3 separate regions of the Gossypium hirsutum genome follow, and all the other regions are linked to region 1. Evidence: chromatin contacts called from public Hi-C data. All regions are on one chromosome and are shown on one strand. Each heading gives the region's core, a stretch centred on a gene start, on an enhancer-like site or on the middle of the called end of the contact. The rest is flanking DNA. Distances are from core to core; before and after follow the strand shown. Region 1 holds the start of LOC107921026 (TSET complex member tstD). Region 2 holds the start of LOC107921184 (translocon-associated protein subunit alpha). Region 3 holds the start of LOC107922329 (peptidyl-prolyl cis-trans isomerase).

Region 1 (2,892 bases), core at 161-2,660:
AACTAAAAATGAATGCTGTGCTCATTGCAGTCCATGCAAGACTTGAGCAATTAACTAACAATTCTGTGCTAATGGCAGATGCAAGCGTTTGACATAGTTCAATCATGTTAGAACAGATCAACAAAATCACAACCATCAAAACCTTTAAAATTCAACAAAATCATGCAATGCGATTTAGCTGTACACTTTCTCACTTCAATGCCCACTTTCAAGAATTCAAATCGAAACTTACCATAACTCAAATCTAACCTTATATTCATACTTAAGAACTTAAAACTAACCTACAAACATTGAATTCTCTGTTGAAAACTCAAATTTTCCTCACTTAGACAACAAGAAATCTAATTAGCATGGTAAATCTAACTTGGAAAACAACAAGAAATCTTAGAAATCTTGACTCTCTCTAACCCAACAAACATGAGCATAGTTTTAAAAATGAGGAAATCATTGGAAATTAAGTTTCATGGATAGAAAATCATTAAATTAAGTTACATCATCATTGCCTAGTTGGATTTTCCAAAAATCAAAGTCAAGAACAATCAAGAAATCGATCTCCCTTCTTTTCCATATTCTTACAAAAATAGAAAAAATATGGAAAATCATGTTTTGATCTTAAAAACATAGAAAATCTTGCTAGAAATAAACTTTTCAAGATTGATTGATAAGAATCAAAAGCTTAAAAAAATTATTGAAAGAATTGAGAGAAATTTTGAAAGAAAATGTAGAGCAAATTGTGTTCATGAAATGAAATGGTTCATTCAATATTTCAAAAAAAAAAAAATCTAATTTTCCATGGCATTAAACAAAAAAATTTTGAATTTTGAATTTTGAATTTTAAATTTTATAACAAAACACAGTTTTGAACAAACATAACCAGATCTTTGACATAAAACATAATCCTTGAGGTAATGCTCAATTATGTTATCAAAAAGAAATAAAATCCCATTTCCAATTCCATAGATCATGAACAGCCACAACAGATCATGTGTTTGCCAAACATCATCCATTTCCAATTTCTACCAAATCAAATCCCATCCAGAAAGTAGAATAAAATTATTCGATTTCCATAAAAAAAAGACCCATTAACATCTATACAAAAAAGATTCAACTAATTCAACAAACTAGAAGCGATAAAGAGCATAATTGGAAAAATCAGCAAAAGAAATCAAAGCATAAGATGGGATGGGATGGGAGAAAATGGAGGGGTAGACGTACCGTTCAACTAAGATGTTGCCTTTAGAGTTGGCGAATAACACCGCGAGAATCATGGCGATGAATCTCCCTCTCTCAGATACTCCCTTTTTCTCTTGAGGTAGGGAGACGGAGATCAGCTAAGTTACTCCTGCTTTGTTCTGTGTCGTCAATCGTCGTTTTCTTTCCCATTTTCCTTTCTTTATTTTACGTTTAGTTCGGGTCGGATCAGATGTCGGGTTGGATGAGTTTTGTATTGTTGTTATACCTTTAGTGGCATTTAGGGAAAATCGCTACTATTTCTTGACCTTTTGCGGCACTATTTCTACAAACGCCGTTATAGAATGACTTATTGCAGTGTTTTTCGTTTAGTAGTGACTTAGTGTTTTTAACTGAAAATTTTGCTGTTGGCCCAAAACAAATACAAGAAGCCGAATGTTTGGTCCATGAAACATGGCACGATGGCACGGTAGGGCAGAAAATTGAACAAGTGCCCGGAGTCACCAACAGTCACTAATGGTATATATTTGTGGCATTTTTTAATACAAATACGGTTAAAAGTTCAACCTTTGCGGCGTTTTCGCTCCAAACGTACGAAAAATGCCGCTAAAGGCTTAATTTGTTGTAGTGGAGCTTTCATATATATAAACAAAAAGGGTGTCAACCATCAATGTACCATCACCCCAAATTTTTTTTTAAAATTTAGTATAAGGGTGTTGATCATCACTGTCCTAGCACTAAAAAAAAAATTTGTGGTTCCCAAAAAAGTGGGTGTTGGCCATCAGTGTGCCAACACAAAAAAAAAAGTTATAAAAAAAAGTAGTGTCTGCCATTTACTGTCCAGCACTCAATTTTTTTTAAATATCGGTATAAATGTATACCGATATGCTACGATTTGAAAAAAAAATACATAGTTCCGACCATCTAGTGTCCAGTACCCTAAAAAATATTTTTTTTAACCCCTGACACAATCATTAGGCAATAATTGTGTCAAAAATTTAAGTGGCGTCGGCAATTAAGTCCCCCTTACCCAAGTTTATTATTTATTTTAGGTTATTTAGGTGATTGTTTTTTAACATCGGTCATTTTTTTAATTAATTATTTTTTTGGATCATTTGGGTAAAATAACTAAATAATAAAAAAATGGTATAAAACATAGATTAATTATGAAAATGAGATGTTTGTTTTAAAGTAACATTCATATGCCAATTATTTTCGAGGGAAAAAATTTATATGGTGTCGTTTAATGCATTGACAGCATTGATTTTTATTTTAAAAATATATATTTCTTAAAATACCGAACAAATAATATACAAATACAAATAAAATAATTTTTTTATGTCGCCTGACATGTTAATCGTATCAGTTTAATTTTTTTTTTAAAATGCTGACAACCTTTCCATCCATGAGATAAGAGCTGGTGATGGAGCTCATCAGATTACTCTTATTCATTGCTTTCTAATATCTTCTTCCTCGACCCTTGCTTTGGTGTGGGTAGCAAGGACGGAGTCAAAAATAATTTTTAGGAAGGTCCAGAATTAAATTATATATCTTTATGATAATAAAAGTCTAATTTCACTATTTTAATAGCTTATATCTTTATAATTTTTAAAGGATTGAATTTAATTTTTATATTTTGAGGGGTTAAAGTATAATTTTACCATTATTAATTTAAAATTTTATACATAATAAAGAGACTCA
Region 2 (2,892 bases), core at 159-2,658, 200 kb after region 1:
AACCTATGATTACCTGCGCTGTAAGATTTTGTACAAGCATTCGATGATCAAAAGGGAGATGAACACTTGCTTGGATTGCAATGATATTTAAAGGTGACCCCCTGCAATTTTAAAAAGTAAGCTAAGCATAAGAGAGGACTGGCATGGCTAATGCAAAACTGGTAAGCATTGAAATCTAGCAAATGAACTGAACAAGGACAGATAAATTAACTTATTTGAACACATAACATCAAATTGCATTGTAAAAGGAGCCAGTAATGTTGTGAAATAAAACTAATTACCAACATTTTCCATCCCAACTAAAAGTTCAGTCTCTTCTCCAGCCACAACCACTGCCAAGAGAGGGGGGGGGGGGGAAGAGGTTAACCATTTCCAATCAAATAAAAATGCACATCACTAACAAAATCATACATCGAAATGTTCTTACATTTCGCACTAGTTTTGAGGAAAACGCATACAGTTTCAACTCCCGGCGCTGGGCCAAAATTCCCATCACCAAAATCCTGAAAATCCTCGCCAACAATCCCAAGCTCGCCTCCTTCAACAGCTTCAGCAACATCTACGTCTGCTTCTGATTGACACCTAGCAACTATCACACAAAAGAAAAAAATTCAAGTCACAACATAATTTAAAACCATATTGACAATTTAATTATCTATTTATTAATTTATGATCAACAAAAGGTAAACAAAAAAAATGCAACAAACAAATTCAACTCTGGAAATACTACTTCAAGAATGTTACAGAAAAGAGCATCAAAGTAGTTGACAAGCATTTTAGCCAAAAAAGAGAAGTGCTTGACAAGAACGCTTTTCGTTGCCTTTTCTTAGCGCAAAAAAGAAAGCTAAATAACCACTAAAGTATCGGTAGAAAAGGTAAAAAAACGATGGCCAAGCTTGTCTGTTTTCTGAAAAAGAAATCAAATGAAAATGAAATGTCAAGGGCATGCAATGCAACCAAGATTTAGAAAACAAAGAAATCACGCCAAATTCACACTTATCGAATCATGAATCAAAAGAAAAGAAAATCAATTTAGATCAAAACAATGGGACGTAAGAATGCAAGAGGAAAATCCAAAAGTAAGATCCAGAGTCGGCGATAGGTAAGCAGAAATAGCTATTTAATGTTTAATCAAAGAGGATAATAGATTTAGATCTGTGTTAAGAACTAAAATCGAGCAGAGAAATTGGGAGAAGAAGAAGAGGAAGAAAAGAGTATAAAGAGAGAAGAAGGGAGATCACAGATTGAGTACTGGTATTTTCCTTGATAATAGCTGCCATGCAAAACATGCAACATTTAAAAGAATTACAACGTGCTGATGTGGATTGTTCTGTTAGACACAAAACGCCCCGTATCACTAACAGGCCAAAACGCCCCGTATCACTTAAGCTAAAAATCCTGCTAATTTATTAGCTCGTAACAATACTCCCTTGCTGAAAGAACAGCCTTGTCCTCAAGGCCGAAATTTTGGAAATCTGTTCTGGAATGCAGTGAAGGACTCCCAAGTTGCATCTTCAGGGAAGGAATTAGCCCACTCCACTAATACCTCAGTTACTGCTTGGTCCCCTTTCTTAACTATCCTCCGGTCCGCAATGCGAATTGGCACTTTTTCTAAGGCACCATGATCATCCACCAGGGGTAAGTGAGCCTGAACTGGAGCCAATCCAACATGTTTCTTCAACTGAGATACATGGAAAGTCGGATGAATCCTTGAATTCTGGGGAAGCTGCAAAGTATAAGCCACTATTCCCACTTTCTTGATTACCGGAAAAGGGCCGTAATACTTCGGAGATAATTTCTGATTAGAGACCTTCCTAATGGATTGTTGCCTGTACGGTTGTAAGCGTAAGTAAACCAAGTCGCCAACCTGGAAACTGCGTTCCGATCGGTCTCTGTCTGCCATTTGTTTCATACGTGCTTGGGCTTTCTTAAGACAAAAATGGAGTAATCTCCGAGCAACTTCTCTTGTTTGTAGACTGCGATCCACCACAGCTACGGATGAAGCCCCGGCCAAATATGGCATGTGAGTAGGAGGAGGATGCCTATACAGTGCTTCATACGGCGTAAGCTGGATAGAGGAGTGATAAGATGTGTTATACCACCATTCGGCTAAAGGCAACCAATAAACCCACTGCGCTGGAGTTTCCCCAGTCATACACCGCATATAATTTTCCCAACAACGATTTAGGACTTTCGTCTGACCGTCAGTTTGTGGATGGTAGGCCGTCGACAACAAAAGCTTAGTTCTCGATTGCCTAAATAGCTCCTGCCAAAAACTACTAGTGAAAATTCTATCCCTGTCAGAGATTATAGATTTAGGCATGTCGTGCAATTTATAAACGTGATTCAAGTATTCTTGAGCTACTTCCTTTGCCGTATATGGATGACTCAACGCCAAGAAGTGACCATATTTGGTGAGATGGTCAACCACTACAAGAATGGAGTTCTTCTTATTGGAAGTTGGTAACCCTTCTATAAAATCCATGCTGATCACCGACCAAGCTCTCTCAGGTATCGGTAGGGGCTGTAACAGACCAGGAGACGCCACTGATTCTCCCTTGCACTTTTGACATACTAAGCATTCCCGGATCCATTGCTTAACATCCTTTGTTAGTCCCTTCCAGTACAACTGACTAGAGATTCTTTTCCTGGTGACATGCACCCCCGAGTGCCCTCCAATAGAACTGGAATGAAAATGCGAAAACAATTCTCGACGCAAGTAAGGGAGTCTGCCCACCATAATCTTCCCTTTTCTAAATAAAAATCGACCATCCCAGGTATATTTTGGATCATTATTCTGAGTTTGGGAAACCTTCTGGATAAGCTTCTGTAACTTTTCATCCACCGTATATGAATGTTGTACCTGCTCGAGCAGACCTGAAATTACTGAAC
Region 3 (2,892 bases), core at 154-2,653, 170 kb after region 1:
CGTATCACCTGCTTTGATTTTTTGCCTTACAGCTGAGGCTGTGGATCAATCTCCAAGGACCCCATCTCCTTCACAAGTGTCTATGTAACCATAATTATTCAAAACAACCCATGAGATTATTTGGATATTTTGTCTTCATCTTCTTAAGTTTATCTGCAAAAATATCTTTATTTTAAAAATCCATTTCCACAATTGACTAGGTCTAAACAATTTACACCACCGATGACTAAATACCAATGCTTTTGATTACACCGCACGGAGCGGCCAGTGGGTGAGGTTTCTACTGCCGAGAAGAAGCCATTGCCAAAAATTAAAAACACAGGTAGACAGAGATTATTATGATGATGAAAAAGAGTATCTTATTTAATGGTAGTTAATCATAAAAACTACATAAAGCAAGTTCTTGAAAACCACCAAACCCAGTGACGATAAAAACAGCACCATAAAAGAGTCTAAATGACAGACATTAAATATTCTAGACATTAGACAACATCCCAGCTTAACACATAGTTCTCTTTTTCTTCTCTAAGAGAGCTGTCCGCAGTCAGCGACAACAACGGGCTTGGAAGTTCTTCCACTGCTAGACCCAACTTTCTCAATGGCTTTCACCACATCCATGCCTTCAACAACTTGTCCAAACACAACGTGCTTTCCGTCGAGCCACTCAGTCTTAGCCGTGCAAATGAAGAACTGAGATCCGTTAGTTCCCGGTCCAGCGTTAGCCATTGAGAGAATACCGGGACCAGTGTGCTTCTTGATGAAGTTCTCGTCAGCGAACTTTGATCCGTAGATGGATTCACCTCCGGTACCGTTTCCGGCGGTGAAGTCACCTCCTTGGCACATAAAGTTAGGGATCACACGATGGAAAGAAGAGCTTTTGTAGTGGAGGGGCTTACCGCTGCGGCCGACGCCTTTCTCGCCAGTACAGAGGGCACGGAAGTTCTCCGCAGTGCGAGGAGTGCAATCTGCGAAAAGCTCCATCACAATCCGACCAGCGGGCTGACCACCGATCGTCATGTCAAAGAAGACCTTGGGATTTGAGGCCATAGTGATGATACTAAGATTTCTGAGAAGGAGAAGAAGATTTGTGATATTTTCTGCTTCAATGAGTAGGTATAGGGTTTGAACGGAGAGAGAGGAGTTTTTATATAGAAAGGAGAGGGATCTGGACCGTTGAGAGATGGAAACGTGGATTGATCGCGACGGGTAAATATTAACCAGCGTAAGGTATAGGTTCAACTAGAGTTAGTCCATTTGGTAACCGAGGGGCCCTTTGGCTTGGCGGCATATGCTTTTTGTCGGTATTCACGGATTAGTAAAGTAGTAGCTAGTACTGTACGAGTTTAATTTTACTTTTGGTGGGCCTTCTCATTTTTATCACAGTCCATCGAACAAAAACCCTTTCTTTTATACCTATACTATTTTCTCCAAATTTGAGATATTCCTCTCTATATTTTATTTCTCAGATGTCAAAATTAAATTCTAAAATTTTAAATCGCATACGCTTTTTTTCTTAAATGTATTTTTACAATTAAAATAATTTATAATTTTAAAATTTTTAAGGGATTGAAATAATAATTTTTTTTTATTTTAAGAGAGTCTGGGCACTTACTAGTCCTCTTGGCACCGTCCATGTTATGTAAATTTGATTTTTGCTAATTTATTACATATGACTGCTAACTTCTATTAGCTGTTTGCATATAAATTATTAAATTACTTATCTATAGGTCGATAATGATTAACAATATTATCTAATTGGCCTAAGTTTTAGTAGATTAGATTATGAATTTTTTTTATAAAATAAAAGGATAAATTTATAATTAATATTCTTAGGTCAGTAGAAAAATAAAATGAAATTTATTAACATTATATTTAAATTTAAAATTTAAAATTTTAATTTTTAATCATTTGTATTATGTTTATGTTTTATATCAATAAAAAAACCATAGCATACATGATCCAAATGTGGAGTGTATTTAAGAAAAAAAAGCTAAGAGAAAACTAAGAAAATGGGGTTGTAGACTTGTAGTTGAGGCAGCAATCCCGCAGGTTTACTAATAATAAAAAAATTCACAAGGTATGAGATGAGATGCGGGGCAGCGGGAGGCCACTTTTCCGCTTATTTTCCTTTCTTTGTTTTTTTAAATGATGCGGCTTATTTTCATAAATAATAAGTTAAAACTCAAAAAGACTGATTTAGACTTTAGAGAGAGAGAGCGACACTGCTTCAGACATGGAGCATGCTAGGTAGGTACAAATCTAGTCCTTTTCAGTTCTTTAATTTTTAAAATAAGTAAATTGATCATTAAATTTAATCTTTATTAAATTTAAAAGTAATAATTAATCACGGCCTTTCATTAATTATATATAATTTTAATTAGTATGATAATAAATTTAACTTTTAATATTTACATATATTTTTTTATATTGACTTTAATTCTAAAATACTTAATAAATTTAACATCAATATTTACGCAATTACACAAATATGGTGAGATGAATTTATGAAATTAAGATTAAATTGATAAATTTTATAAATTTGTGGATTACATTTATTATTAAACCAATTAAAATTATGTTCTATGGTTCAATTTATTCTAGTAATAGCGGACCCCCTGCCTCACAAAGCTTATTTTAGCATCTCGTGTCTGCAAAAAAAAAAAAGCATATATTATTATAATATTGCAGTTAGCTTCTCGATGAAACCTATGGTGTCCCTCCAACCACCCTTTATGCTCTGCTCTGCTGCTTTTGCTTGGGAAAGGGCGTTAGCATAAAGTAAAATATGTGATTGGTTAAGCAGAATTGAATGATAGATGCCAATCTAGGGGGACGAATATGCCTTTGATTTTCACAGGGAAAGATAATCTTGGTTGAATAATCATCTTACAT

What was found. Hi-C and Micro-C count contacts between places; a contact is called where the count stands out from the background.
Region 2: a contact with region 1 is called in a Hi-C map of leaf, with 1.7 times the contacts expected there. The contact joins the promoter of LOC107921184 here to the promoter of LOC107921026 in region 1. A contact is called at or near these places in 2 of 34 Hi-C or Micro-C datasets (leaf and seedling).
Region 3: a Hi-C map of leaf shows a contact between it and region 1, with 2.7 times the contacts expected there. The contact joins the promoter of LOC107922329 here to the promoter of LOC107921026 in region 1. A contact is called at or near these places in 15 of 34 Hi-C or Micro-C datasets (anther, callus, fibers and 3 more).

What each region holds. Positions count from the first base shown.
Region 1 is chrD01:54,152,792-54,155,683 of Gossypium_hirsutum_v2.1, reverse strand. LOC107921026 (TSET complex member tstD) reads right to left here and starts at 1,410. Exons shown (of 5, transcript XM_016850878.2): 1 at 1,216-1,410. The coding sequence starts at 1,268.
Region 2 is chrD01:53,951,033-53,953,924 of Gossypium_hirsutum_v2.1, reverse strand. It overlaps LOC107921184 (translocon-associated protein subunit alpha), which reads right to left and starts at 1,408. Exons shown (of 8, transcript XR_005909520.1): 1 at 428-1,408; 2 at 286-332; 3 at 14-101.
Region 3 is chrD01:53,986,361-53,989,252 of Gossypium_hirsutum_v2.1, reverse strand. It overlaps LOC107922329 (peptidyl-prolyl cis-trans isomerase), which reads right to left and starts at 1,403. Exons shown (of 1, transcript XM_016852317.2): 1 at 343-1,403. The coding sequence starts at 1,047. The coding sequence ends at 526.